Linked DNA regions of Sus scrofa: all the other regions are linked to region 3. A link is a contact called in public Hi-C and promoter capture Hi-C data. All regions are on one chromosome and are shown on one strand. Each heading gives the region's core, a stretch centred on a gene start, on an enhancer-like site or on the middle of the called end of the contact. The rest is flanking DNA. Distances are from core to core; before and after follow the strand shown. Region 1 holds the start of PAN3 (PAB-dependent poly(A)-specific ribonuclease subunit PAN3). Region 2 overlaps FLT1 (vascular endothelial growth factor receptor 1). Region 3 holds the start of POMP (a long non-coding RNA gene).

Region 1 (4,190 bases), core at 554-3,053, 470 kb after region 3:
ATCAAGTGCATTTACAGTTTAAAAAGACAAAAAATGTTCTGACGTCCAAGTTAAGCTGCCTATCAAATGATTTCATCTAAAAGCTGTTTGGAATTCCTAAGACTTGCCCATTTTAGAAGGGCTCAAGAAACTCTAACAAAAAAAGCAAAACCTGACACCTCTACTTTGTCCTTAAGCGCAGCATTAAAACAACGTTAAAACAGATTACACTTAACACTTATTATCACTGTAAACTCCACTCACTAGCAGCTAAAAAGTTGCAAGCAAACAAGTAAAAAACCCACAGTCCTAAGATAGCCGAATTCAAGTTCAGAGCCGCACACAAATGGGCGCTGCACAGGACACGCTTGCGAGGCTCCACGCTGAGTTCGCTTGATACAAAGTAGTAGGAGACAGATCCCTACAGACACCCGGCAAACTTCTTCCAGCTCGCGGGAAACCGAGGTTGCGAGCCAAGTCCTGCGAAGTTCCTCCTCTCTAACTAAGCACCCTAGAGAAGCTGCCGTCGGGTCTCTCCTAATCCTTAGAAAGCATTTCCTGCCTGGGAAACCTTTCTCCCAGAAGCCTTCCACAAACTTTTCCCGTCGTTTCCACCGCCGCCAGGAAGCCCCAACGCCCGCCCTCCCCTCCCGCCCCAAGCCACACACACCCACCAGGGAGCCGCAACCCTCCGCCGACTTCACTCCACTCGGGCACGCAAAACACATGTGCCTGCAAACCCAGCCCCTTTCCACACCCCCCGGAAACGACACCCCCTTTCTCGCACCCCGCACGCCACAGCCCATCCCCTGCCTCCCCGCCCCCACTCCCACCACCCCAGTCCACCACCCACGTTACCGGGAAGCCGGCCTCCCCTCGCTCCCGGGCTCGCCGAAGGCCATGGGGAGGGGAAGCAGGAAGACGGAAGGAGGCTCAGGCCTGGCCTAGGCCTCTCAGACCGCCGGGGCAGGCGGAGGGGCAGACCTGCGGGCCGGGCTCGGTCGCAGGGCCCCATCCGGCCCCAGGCCTTCCCTCCCCGAGGCCGAGGCCGCCCTCCCAGTCCGGACCCCACTCACTTGCCAGCCGCGGTCCGTCGAGGACCCCGCTGCCGCCTCCGCCGCCGACCGCCGCTCCTGCCCCCGGGCCCCCCAGGTCCGGCTTCTTGGGCCCGGGGGGCGGCCCGGCTCCCCCGCCCGGGACCGCTCCAGGCGGAAAGCCGGCCCCGGGCGCGCCCGCCAGAGCCAGGGGGACGCTGTTGCTATGGAGGCCGAGGCCCGGGGCAGCTCCGGCGGCCGGGTCCTCATGCAGGAACTGACACTCCTCCCCGTAGAAGCACGTCTTATCCTTGGCGTAGTAGCGGCAGTACTTGAGCTTCACTCCCGCCGCCGCCCCGCCGGGGACACCTCCGACCCCCGGCGGGGCCACCACCGCCACTGCCGCCGCCAGCGAGGAGGAGGAAGAGGAGGCGGCGGCCGAGGGGGGCGGGAGGCCGCCGCCACTGTTCATGGCAACGCCGCAGCCTCGTCTTCCGCTGCCGCCCGAGGAGCCGCCGCCACCATAGACCGGGGAGGGAAGGGAGACGCTGCCGGTGCCGGAGAAAAGCCTGAGCGGGTGGGTCCGTCCCGCTGCGGGAGCCGGAGCCGCCCGGGGAGAGGGGGGAGGGGAGGGGGGAGGGAGGAGGGGGTAGGAAGGAGGGGAGGGAGGGGGAGAGTTGGGATTCTCTCTCACTCACTCTCTCGTTCTCTTTTCTTAAAGGGGCCGCGCGGGACGACGGGGTGGGCGCGCGGGCCCAGACGGGGACTTCGAGGGCGCGGGCTGGGGTAGGGGAGCGGCGGCGGCGAACGGGCGGGGAGGGCGGAGGGGCCGGTTTATTTTTAAATTCTGCCTCCACTCGCTCCCTCGCGCTCTAGTTCCTCCGAGTTGTTTATTCCATTTTCCTCTTCCTGAGACGGCCGTCGCCGCTGCGCCTGCGCGCCCAGGCGCGGGGGCTTGTGGGTAGCGGGAGCGCGAGGGGAAGCCTAGCCGGGCGTCCGGCCCCCGGGGCACCGCGGGCGGGCTGCCGTGGGATGGGCGGTCGGTGGCGGCGCTCCCCGACGCCGGGCGGCCGGCGGAGTCCTCCCGGCGCGAATGCTTTCCCTTTCTGCATGTCCTCTTTCTTGTAACCCAGACGTCATTTTTTCATTGCGAAGACGAAATGCGCGGAACGTGAGCGGTCATTTCGAGGGGCCGCACCTGGGGACGGAGCCCAAGCCCCCGCTCTGTTTGAAGAATAGCCGCGTCTGTTTGCCACACTTCCGCGCCCTCGTTTTTTCGCCACCCTCCTCCTCTTCCTTCCCGCCGAGGGTGATGAGAACTACAGGACTGATTGCCTGAACTCCTGGGCCTTTCATCCAAAACCCGAACCAAAGAGGGTTGAGGTAGACAAACCCCCAGCTGAGTGCAGCACCTGTTTTCTCTATTTATGTTACTGAAAGCCTTTGGTAAAATATTATGAAAAGTAAGACGCCACCTGGGGACAGCGCTGCCTAGGCAGCACCAGAAGGTTTCATTTATAACTGCGCTAGGTTTCTTACCCCCAACCAGCCTAGTCCTGATTTTAAATTCATTTTTAAAAGATAATTGTTCCGTCAGCGATCTCTAGTGTTCTGCTCTGCTATATTTGGGGGGGGGAAGTTTTCGGGAATTTTAAAGACTTGCTTTGAAGGGAACATCGTTTTAACATTTTAGTTTTTCCTCTCCCTGAAAGGTCTTCTCAGGAGGCAGTTGGAAGGGGCATGTTTGTTGGCAGTGTTTGAGGAATTGTGGCAAGCAGAAGCGGTCACAGAACAACGGATAGAAGCGAGTGTACTGCAGAAAGGGGGGAAAATGGATTCCATAGACCACAAACGGGTAAGCCTGGTGATATTCCTTAGACTAACTCGAAATAATAATACTGTATTATGTCTTTAATGCCCATTTCGCGTGCTAGGAGCTAAGGAAGCAGAAATAAAGATGCAGTCTTGTCCGAATTCATTTACCTCTGGTTGGGGAGGCCTAGGGTTCCCCGGGCTATTACAAACCGCTGTCTAATGTGGTAGCCTTAACACACTGGCTCTTAGAGGATGAAAAAAAAAGATGTCACACTTCCCGGTGATACCTTAACAGCAGGAGCTGAGAACATTCGCGTTGAATTCAGATAGCAGTTTGTAACCCAGGGCTGTGTTACTCTGGATAAGTAGCTTCACTTCTCTGTTGCTTGTCTGTAAGCCAGGTAAGAAAAGTGCCTCCTTTGTAAAGCGTAAACTAATAATGTATATAGTGTCCTTTGCTTAGGACGAATTCAGTAGGTTGTGTTGCTGTTGGTAGTCTTGCTGCTCCTAGTCATTAATGCCTAAGAGTGCAGGAAACAGCCTTCCAGGCAAAGCAAACAGCTTGTGCAAAAAGCTTTGAGGTGAAAAAGAGCTTAGATTGTTAAAATGAGGATAGTGGAGAATTGAGCAGGGAGCACTTCAGAGAATCCTTAAAAGTCATGTTAAAGAATTAGACTTTTTCCTGAGGGCAATAGAAAGTCTTTACAGGAGTTCCCGTTGTGGCTCAGGGGTAACAAACCCAAATAGTATCCATGAGGACTTGGGTTCGATCCCTGGCCTTGCTCAGTGGGTTAAGGATCTGGCATTGCCTGTGAGCTGTGGCGTAGGTCACATAGGGTACTCGGATCCTGCGTGGCTGTGGCCGCGGTGTAGGCTGGCAGCTACCGCTCCTCTTTGACCCCTAGACTGGGGACCTCCATATGCTGCTGGTGCAGCCCTAAAAAGACAAAAAAAAAAAAAAAAAAAAAAAAAAAATCCAGCGTTGCCACAAGCTGTGGTGTAGGTGTACGTTGCAGCTTGGATTCAATGTTGCTGTGCCTGTGGTGTAGCCTGGCAGCTGCAGCCCCAGTTCCACCCCTAGCCTGGGAACTTCCATATGCCACGGCTGCATTCCTTAAAAAACAGAGAAAGGAAAAGGAAAGTCATTACAGGGTTTTAAAAGTCAAGTAATGATATGATCCAATTTCCCTTTAGAAAAAAATGTTGATGTTCCTAAGGACCCTGTGAGGAGGGGTTTCCTGGTGGCTTTGCAGGTTCAGGATCTGGCATTGTCACTGCTCTGGCTCTGGTTGGATCCCTGGCCCCAAGAACTTCTGCATGCCATGGGCTCGACCCAAAAAAAACCAAACCAAACCAAAAGAA
Region 2 (4,575 bases), core at 261-2,760, 310 kb after region 3:
GAATCCACGTAGTATGGTGCTTATCCACTCAGACTCCGGAACCGACCTCCTGGGTCTAAATCCTGTCTCTAACCACTCATGGAATCTGGGACCTTGGGCAGGTTACTCAGTCTCTCTAAGTTTCCGCTTCCTCATGTATTAAATGGAGATAACAGACTCCAACTCAAGGACCTGTTTAATCAAATTCCACCAATCATTCAGTAAATATCAGCAGTCATCCTGATGGACCCACTGAGATAGAAAGACTGGGTGCGGCCAGCTTATTGCCACCGATCTAGATCAACTGTACGATGGACAGAATGTACGACATCCAAGCACGATGTCCCTTTCTCTCACGTGGCACACAAATAAGAACCCCTGACAGCTGGCCCCTCGTCTCATCAGACTCGGCTCCAACCCAGAACACAGGTGACCGGCAACATACATGCAAGAAGCTATTTCCCCGAGTTTTCAGCTATGACCCCCAACCACGAGAATCTTGAAGCTGAACGGGATCACTGTGGTCAGCTGGCTCACACCCACCCTCACGTTATAGACGAGCCCAGAAAAGTCAGGTAACTGGCTTGAGGACACACACCCCAAGCCAGAGGTGAAGCCGAGAGGAAAGACCCCTCTTCTCTGACTCCTGCACGACACTGGCTAGGGAGCGAGGGGCGGGGGGAGTAAGAGCAAGTGGAAGGGGGGCCCTGGGCTGAGGGCGGCGCACGTCCTCTTCGGTCCTGGGCTGGCCTCAGGAAGAACTCAGCCAGCAGAACTCCCCAGGGAGCCCGCCGGGTGGAGCGCTTGGGGTGGTGCGTCCTTTGTTTGGAAAAGCCTGCGTCCTTCTCTGGCTATATTTAATGATGTGCCTCCCTGCTGGTGGAGCTGCGTGTTTTTGCGGAAAACACATGGCCTGCATTTCATATTTGGAACCTAAAGGAATATAATGAGAAGGTGAAGGAAAAAAACCACAAGGCTCAGGAGAAATGAGATGTTTCCTTTTCCAAATACGTTCACTAGGATCTTTAAATGTTACTTGTCGTAAATTCACTCTATTTGTCAGGGTCCCAAAAGTGCAGTAAATCAACTTTTATTTACCAGAAACGGTTACCAGTGAGCAAAGCTAAATAAACCATTGATTGGGAGTCGGGAAGAGGGCGAAGGGAGTCTGAATTATGGTCCTTCGCGTCAGGCCAAGGAGTCGAGAACTTTCCACCCAGTACCTCTGCCATCTCCCTTCCCCTGTCCTGGGAAGAAGGGTCTCTGTCCTGGGAGGGGTCTCAGTTCCAAGCTGAGCAGAATTAAATCACTCTGCCTCAGGCAGATACAATAACCAAGAGTTGTATCCACTCTCGGGTGGCGACCTAGGGGGCAGTGGGTGTTCACCCTGAGGTCTGACTCCCCTGGTGCTGGAGGAAAAGGTCTCTGTTGGCGTCAGGAGCCTGGGACCCCCCACACCCCCAGGCTTACGGAGCCACAGCTCCCCTTCTCTGGCCTCTGCTTGCTCCCACTGCGCCCTCTAGTGGAGGGATCACTTTGCTCCGTGACTCCTGTAGGGAAAAGCCTGGGACAGGTGGGGAGCCGGGCGAATCCCAGCCCTGCCACGCCATGCAGGTGGATCAAGAGACATCCCTGAACCCCAGTCTCTCTTGGCCCTTGTTTGGAATTGCCATCTGGCAGAACTGAGCCAGGTCCGTGGTCGAATCATGAAGTCACTGGGAGTGCCGTTTCTAGTGTCACAGTGATTAGATGAATAACTGCAGGTGCTCAAACTCCTTTCTGGTCCCGCCCAGAATCAACAGCTGCCTTCCTGTGAGTCAAAACACAAGAGGCTGACAGAGCTTCTCAGATGAGGAAAATGAAACCCAGAAAAATCGGGCGGTTTGCTCAAGATCCCATGGCCAAATGACAGAGCCAGACACATGCAAAGGCTTAGATGCCCCATCCAGGAGGAAAGGCCTTTTCCGCCTTTGTTAGGGTCGAACTGTATCTCTGTTTTGAATGGGGGGGAGAAAATAAAGTGTCCGTGTCCCTTCCTTCTCCAGGGAAGCCAGGGAAGGTGGTAGCGGCAGCCTTCTCTTACTGCTCCTCATGGGGTGACAGAGTGAGGCCCTCACTTAACTGGGGATCCTGCTCTGTCCTTCCAGAGCATCTTTCCCAACGTGTGCATGGTATGGAAAGTGCTTTGAGGGCATAGGCTGGAGGTGGCCAAGCCTGGGTTCAGGCTTTGCCACTTGCTAGCTGCATGTGACTGTGATTGACTTCTCTGAATGTATTTCCTCATGTATTATAAGAACTACTTCATAAAACTGTTGAGATTAAGTGAGAAAACGGACCTAGGGTTCTCAGCGTACTGGCTCACACAGAGCGCGCGCTCGTAAATACCAGCTGCCTAGACGATACCTTTATTCTACCTAAGATGCCATCTGGAAGCCCAGGCAGAGCAGATGGACCCCACCACCCAGGGGCATCCAGGCTCCTGGCCACCCCAGGGCCCTTGCTACAAATTTACTGTTCGTTTTGTCGGATAACATTTTCCCACTCGGGTGATGGCTGGCTGGAGGGACCTGTTTCTGGTTTCCCCTTGCTGTTCTGTCCCTTTCATCTGTGTCCTTCTTGGTCTGTTCAAAGGATGCAGCTTTACACGTGGAGCCTAAGAAAGAAAAAATGGAGCCAGACCCGGAGCCGGGCAAGAAACAGAGACTAGACAGTGTCACCAGCAGCGAGAGCTTCGCGAGCTCCGGGTTTCAGGAAGATAAAAGTCTGAGCGATGCCGAGGAAGAGGAGGGTGAGTATTAATTCCTTCCTGTCCTACAGGCTGGGCTATTTTTACAGCATACTGTGCAGCTCTGAAATTTTTTTCGTATTTATCACCCTAATAAACATCCGTGGGAGACTCGAAGGGTGGTGTCCTGGGGAGATGAGATTTGAATTTAGATCATTTACAGAGTTACTAATTTTGACAGGGAGCCGTACGATGTCTCCCTCAGGCCTCTTGGTCCTAACAGATCCCCCACCCCCGGCACCCCCGTGCTTGGGCAAAATGGGCTCCAGTCCCGGAAAAATCTCTGATACTCATGCTGAAACGTACACGCTGTTGAAAATGAACTCCGATCTACTTGTTGGTTTGTTTCATGTTTTGCTACGTTGCTCCAGTAAACTGGGATTTGGCGGAATAACAAGCGCCATTACAGACAGTGACGGTTTTCATGCTTTGCAGATTCCGATGATTTCTACAAGCAGCCCATCACAATGGAAGATCTGATTTCTTACAGCTTTCAAGTGGCCAGAGGCATGGAGTTTTTGTCCTCCAGAAAGGTCAGCCTCCCTCTTGACTGGCTTGGTCCTTGGCCAGGCCTGGACGTGCGGCTCTTCACACAGACAGACACACGCCTTTGCTCTAAATCCACTTGTGCTGGTACTCGCTTATCCTTCTGTCCTTCACCGTGCAGTGCCCGTCACAGCACAAGCCTTGAGCGGTCCTGATATGCGGGAGGAGCTTGGAGAACCGCGAGTCTTGGGTACCAGTGGGTAGAAGTCAGTTCCAGGGGAAAGGCTCGCCGGGTTTCAGAGTAGATCAAGCTGGCCCGTTTTCAAAACCAGGCAGGCGCTCAGAGGACACGCTCCACCTAAGAAGGTCTATTAACATACATCCAAGTGGGGTCCTCCCAGGAAACGCAGCTGGATGGCGATCTGACCTCAGGGGCTTGGGATGAAAGGGGGCGTCTGCTCACTGGGAGAACTGGATTGCCAGCTTTATTTTCCAGGACGCTGCCCTGCAGACAGCAGCACAGAGGACTCAGCTTTTCTTGACTTGGGGCCTCTGTGTTTGTAGAGAAGCGCCTCATGTTTGTGGTCCTGGGCCTCGGGGGGCCTTCGGGTAAGGGCAGCGTGTGAAGCGGATCCCCGAGTTAGGAAGGGTGGCCCTGAGAAGACTCGGGAGCGTAGCCGATGAGATGAAGGAAAAGCACTGACCTTGCACCTGTTCTGTCGCAGTGCATTCATCGGGACCTGGCGGCACGAAACATACTCTTGTCTGAGAACAACGTGGTGAAGATTTGCGATTTTGGCCTCGCCCGGGATATTTATAAGAACCCCGACTACGTGAGAAAAGGAGATGTAAGTCACCTTGAAGTTTCCTGGACTCATTTACGCCCCCTCATTTCTCAACCACAGGCCAGAGCCCTTGGTCAGTGTTCACGCTTCCTCGGCAGCGGTCCCTGGAAGCGGCCCTGTGCCATCCGGGTGGACTGTGGACCAGCGAGCCCTCGCAGGGGCTCGGAGAGGCCACTGTGCCCTCATTCTGTCCTTGGCCTGTACCTGGCTGGGTTCTCCTCCTTTGGGCACCTGAGTGCCATTCACTGGGCCCAGGGGTGGGGACGGCGGGGGGACCACACCACCCCTCCTTGACCCAGTGGGAGGGTCCCTGGGCCTCTGGAAAGTACAGCCTGGACTCCTCCCTCAGAGGAGCCAGGATGAAGGACTCAGCAGGTGCGCACATCCCAGGAGAGGCAGGTGTCGTGTGCTCTCGTCCCTGCAGGTCCTCCTTCCATGCCCAGCACCCCCGCTGGCTCCCGCCGGCCTCTCCTACTCCGT
Region 3 (4,488 bases), core at 249-2,748:
AACTGTCCAGGGTTTCTTCAATCTATCGCCTAGTCCAGGCTCTCACACCTGGATAACGTCAACAGCACTCTACTGGGACGTGCTGCCTCTAGCCTCTTCCATTTTCCAATTCTGCAAAGTATGGTTTGCCTGATGTGCAATCTCCCCCACCAAAGCTGTTAAAAAACAAGCAAACAAGCCTTTTGGTGATTACACCTAGAACTCAAGACCTGCACAACAGGTTTCAACTCCCCGACAGAGAAGTCATGATTAACTAGGAAAAGCAGCTCAAATCGAGTGTGGATTGTCACTAACCTAACATGTGCCTGTGATGAAGGCAAAGACCCTCTCTGGTCCTGCTCACTCATCCTTCCAGGTTTCTGAACTCCTTCCAGGACTTGACTTGTAGGGTCCTATTGTTCCAAACACACCTCCTCTTACTTTCTACGCCAACGTTCTCCTCCTCCCAGGCTGCTTTATCATACCACAGAGGGAACGTTTCTTTTGCACACACACAAAAGGTGAATTCTGATCTCTGAGTTCCAGTGTAATCACTTTCCTAATTCTTTTCTGTAATCAGCATTAGTACACGTTTCTAATAAAGTAGTGGAGAAAAACGAATCTATGAAACGTTATGCAACACTAGTTAAATAGAACCTCTTTTATTTTATAAAACTTCTGAGTCTTTATAAAACCTCTAGATCGGCGGTATTTACCAAAAGAAACTTTCTAGATTTGGAGGATCCAGCAGCAATATTGGCATCAGAGTCACGGACAAAGATCAGGAATCTCTCCTAAATATCGTAACTTAAAAGTTAAGAAGAGAAGAGAAGGAGCGGGAGAGGAGGAGATCCACTAATAATATTGACAAACAGGGGGCGGCAGCTATCTAGTTTTTTCCCCAACATCTGGCTTACTACAAGCTTCCAGAAATGTCTGCAGAGTTACGCTGAGTGATGGAAAGACGACGTACAGTTGTGGGTTTGCTGTCAAGGCAGTTCCGAGGGTCGGGGGTGGGTGAGGAGTCTGAGAACTCGGCTCCCAAAGGGTCCCCCCTCGGGGGAGGGGTACCCGGCAGCTCCGCACCCCAGGCCTTGCCCTTTCGGACAGTCCTTTCCGGCTTGGCGCCAAGTACGGGAAGGGGCCAGGCTGGGGCGGGGGGGCTTGGGGATGCGAGAGAGGAGAGGAGGGGGGAGAGGATGAAGCCAAGTCGCCGCTCACGGGCAGCGCCGGAGCCCGGCCCAGACCTCGGCCACGAACCCCCGACCCCGTGACTCGACAGATCATGGCGCCCGAGGCCGGCCTCCTCCTCCCGCCGCCGCTACCACCGGGGGACGGGCTGGGAGACGGCGGCCTGCCCTTGCAGCCACAGACCCGAGCCCGCCGGCCACTGGGGTCGTCCGGGGTCTCACTCACCATCTTCGACTCGCTCTTCTCACAGCCTCTCAACCCGTTACCGTCAGCCGGCCCCGCCGCTCACTTCCGTTTCCGGGGTTGCCCCCCCACATCCGCCGGAAGTGCGTCCGTCCGGGCGAGGAAGGAAATAGGGCGCGGGGCGCCGGTAGGGAGCCGCGCGGGGCCGGGGCTCCCACGCCTGTGGTCCCGAGGGACCGGGGGCCAAGGGCGCAGTAAGGGCGTGGGCTGGAGGGGGCGGCGGGCGAGGGACGAGGGCCGCCGCGCTGTTCGCTTTGCGGAGTTTGGAGATGGGCCATGCGCCTGGCGAAGTGCTTCGCCCTGTTACTACCGAATCTCTTTGTGGTAGAGATTACGTTTTTCATAAGGGTAAACGAGGCCTAGGGGGATTGAGCTAGACAGACAAACGGGGAACCCAAGGCTTTGCCCAGTTTTTTAATTTTTTAAAATCATGTATCAAAGGCCAGCTGTGTTCAGGACCCAGTGCTGAGGCTGAGAATGCAGAAAGCAGCCAGGCTGATGGGGTTCCTGGGCTACAGGAGTAAAGGAACTGTTGGGGGTGCGGAGGGTGACAGCTAAGAAAGCAGTATGGTTATGACTGACCTTTGGGGGCTCTTACTATATATAGTAACAGTTCCAAATGCTGTACATGAACTACGGTCTTTGATCCTTTCAGGAATCTTATGAAGTGGGTACTACAATTCCCTCGGTTGCATAGGTGCAGAAAGCAAGACGTAAAAGGAGTTTAAGATGCCCGAGGTCATGTGATCATTATAGTTACAGTCATAACACTATACTGTATGGTCTTCCAAATAATACGTGATAAGAGACTCACGCTCTGTCACCATGAGATGACACCATGTCACTATCTGGAGATAACTTAAGGAGTCCTTGGGCTGACAGCCAGGTGTAAGGGTGAACTTGGGAGAGTAGTTGAAAAAACATTGCTGGCAGGTTTGCTTGCGCAAAATGCGGCGTGGGATAAAAGGCCAATGTGGCTCAAGTTCAGAGAGTGAGGTGGAGAGTAATGTGACATGAGGCTTCGTAGACGGAAGCAAATTATTTATTCCCTGTGTGCCAGATCTAAGGAGGAGGCTTTACCTTTAAAAAGCCCCTGAAGGATTTTAAGAGGGAAGTGATAAGGTTGTGTGTGTTCTGCATATCCACTGTCATGGTCCGACAGCCTTGAACTTCTGGGATAAGGCAGATTTTTGAGTCTTCTGCACTGCTGTCCTTATGTCTCCCTTTGTTCTTCAGAATGACCGTGTTCACCTTGAGGTTTGAGCTTGAATGTATCACTTGCATCTTTTCCTTTCACCTAATCTAAGTTCGAGCTAAGGAGAAAATTTTACACTACAACTCTTTAAAGAAAGGTCCTTTTAATGTTTGTTAGCTACTCACAGTTCAGTCATTAACAATTTATTGAGCATTTGCTTAGTACGAGATTCTGGAGCTAAAGAGAAGCAAAAGCCATTTTCCTGTACTTGAGATGCTTTTATTTTCCTGGGGTAATAGGAATGTAAATAGGTATTTAAAATGCAGTGTGGCAAATGCTTAGTGGAGAAAGGAGCTGGATCAGGAAGCGGTTGGGGATAGGGAAAAACAGCATTTGAGGAAGAGCAAACGTGGAGGGCAGGGACTTGCAAAAGGGCACACGGGAAGATGCTCTCCACGTGGCTGTAATTCTGTGGGTAGGTGGAGCTAAATGAGATGAGACTGGATGGATCGGTTGGGGCTAAAGTGCCGGGCCCTGTGGGGTGTGCTGCGGCTTTGGACTTTTGCTTATAGGAAACAGATAACGGAGGTCTTGTCATAAACACTTGACATTTAAAAAAAAAAAATTATTCTGGTGGCAGCATGAGGGCTCTATGGCATCAGGAGAGACCAGGAACCAGAGTACCATTTAGAGTGTTGTGCTAGTCCGAAGCAGAGATGGTAAAGGTGTGATTGAACGGAGCTCAGCATATTGGAAAGACTCTGAGAATCAGTGGCAAGGAAGGATGAACCTGAGAACTAGTGGAATTCAGGAGGCAGCTGGGAGAAGGGGAACTGCCTTGGAGACAAAAAAGATGGTCAGAGAAGCAGAAGGAAAACCAAACTGCTCTCTTAGAATCTAGGGGTTGGGGGAAGAAAGTGTTGAGAGGTAGAAAGTAGCTCAAAAGCAAGATGAGAATGTGATTTTAAAGTAGCTTTAAAAAATTGGAGTTCCTGTTTCGGCTCAGCAGGTTAAGAACCTGACGTTGTCTCTCTGAGGATTTAGGTTGATCCCCGGCCTCACTCAGTGGGTGAAGGATCCAGGATTGCTACAAGCTGTGGAGTAGGTGACAGATGTGGCTTGGAGCCAGTGTTGCCAAGGCTGTGGTGTAGGCCTCAGCCACAGCTCCGTTTTGACCCCTGACTGCAAGTGCCGCCATAAAAGGGGAAAAAAAAATCATGAAGCCTTGAGAATAGGCCTTTGGTGACCAGTGTGAAAGCAGGCGAGGAGAAAAATCACCTTGTTTTGAGTACTGCACTCAACCAAATTTATATCCTTTTAAAAAGGTTTGTTAGAGCATCAACTAATACAAAACAGTGTTGAGTATGCCAGGTAATTTAAGGGATTAAATTAGGTTTGATTCTAGAATGGTTTGCTGTGGTTGCTTAAACTTGCTGTATGCTGTGTAGTTTGGAGGATACAATAGAACAATAATAGTTAACATCCCTGTTCTTAGTTCATCCTCAGTTACCCTATGAAGTAAGGACTATTGGGGCCACATTTTACATAATAAACTGGCTCATTGTGTGCCTTGTGTGAGAACAAATATCCCATTTTACTTTTTAGTCTTCCTCAACTTACCCTCAGGCCTCGATGGCAGAAATATTTGCCAAATGTATGTTATTTAACGTAGAAAACACTCCCTCCTAGACTGCAGGCCGGTGATGAAACGTGGGTGAGAAGCAGGTGAATGAGCCCAGCCAGGCAAGCAGCTGAGCCTGCTTATTAGGAGATGTGAGAGCATGCCCGCCTGAAAAACTCCCGTGGCTTTGCTCGAATTCTCATCCCTCCGAAAGTAGAGAAAGGGCGGGGTGAAGTAGACGCCTGCCTTTGCCTGAAGA

The links. Promoter capture Hi-C pulls out the DNA fragments that hold promoters and counts their contacts. A called contact is a pair of places that touch in the nucleus more often than the background predicts.
Region 1: a Hi-C map of embryonic fibroblasts shows a contact between it and region 3, with 2.1 times the contacts expected there. The contact joins the promoter of PAN3 here to the promoter of POMP in region 3. A contact is called at or near these places in 2 of 5 promoter capture datasets (fetal liver and liver), 3 of 47 Hi-C or Micro-C datasets (embryonic fibroblasts, heart right ventricle and liver) and 1 of 2 datasets of contacts at active chromatin or transcription factors (skeletal muscle).
Region 2: a contact with region 3 is called in a promoter capture Hi-C map of fetal liver, with 4 times the contacts expected there. The contact joins the enhancer-like site here to the promoter of POMP in region 3. A contact is called at or near these places in 2 of 5 promoter capture datasets (fetal liver and liver), 4 of 47 Hi-C or Micro-C datasets (fetal liver, fetal skeletal muscle, liver and 1 more) and 2 of 2 datasets of contacts at active chromatin or transcription factors (alveolar macrophages and skeletal muscle).

Annotation. Positions count from the first base shown.
Region 1 is chr11:5,484,632-5,488,821 of Sscrofa11.1, reverse strand. It overlaps PAN3 (PAB-dependent poly(A)-specific ribonuclease subunit PAN3), which reads right to left and starts at 1,803. Exons shown (of 21, transcript XM_021065522.1): 1 at 1,712-1,803; 2 at 1,056-1,561. The coding sequence starts at 1,485. It overlaps LOC100515792 (a long non-coding RNA gene), which reads left to right and starts at 1,975. Exons shown (of 3, transcript XR_001299446.2): 1 at 1,975-2,396; 2 at 2,726-2,868.
Region 2 is chr11:5,638,711-5,643,285 of Sscrofa11.1, reverse strand. FLT1 (vascular endothelial growth factor receptor 1) reads left to right here. Exons shown (of 30, transcript XM_021065525.1): 21 at 2,611-2,767; 22 at 3,200-3,297; 23 at 3,976-4,098. Among named protein-coding and RNA genes, the nearest start is that of PAN3, 150 kb to the right of the region's middle. Within about 2 kb of position 1,510, at least 14 of the 83 cell types and tissues checked have an H3K27ac peak or open chromatin away from gene starts, as enhancers often do. A contact at or near this core is called in fetal liver and subcutaneous adipose tissue, where this site is marked.
Region 3 is chr11:5,950,701-5,955,188 of Sscrofa11.1, reverse strand. POMP (a long non-coding RNA gene) reads right to left here and starts at 1,498. Exons shown (of 6, transcript XR_002336632.1): 1 at 1,396-1,498. It overlaps LOC110255799 (a long non-coding RNA gene), which reads left to right and starts at 1,466. Exons shown (of 4, transcript XR_002336639.1): 1 at 1,466-1,540.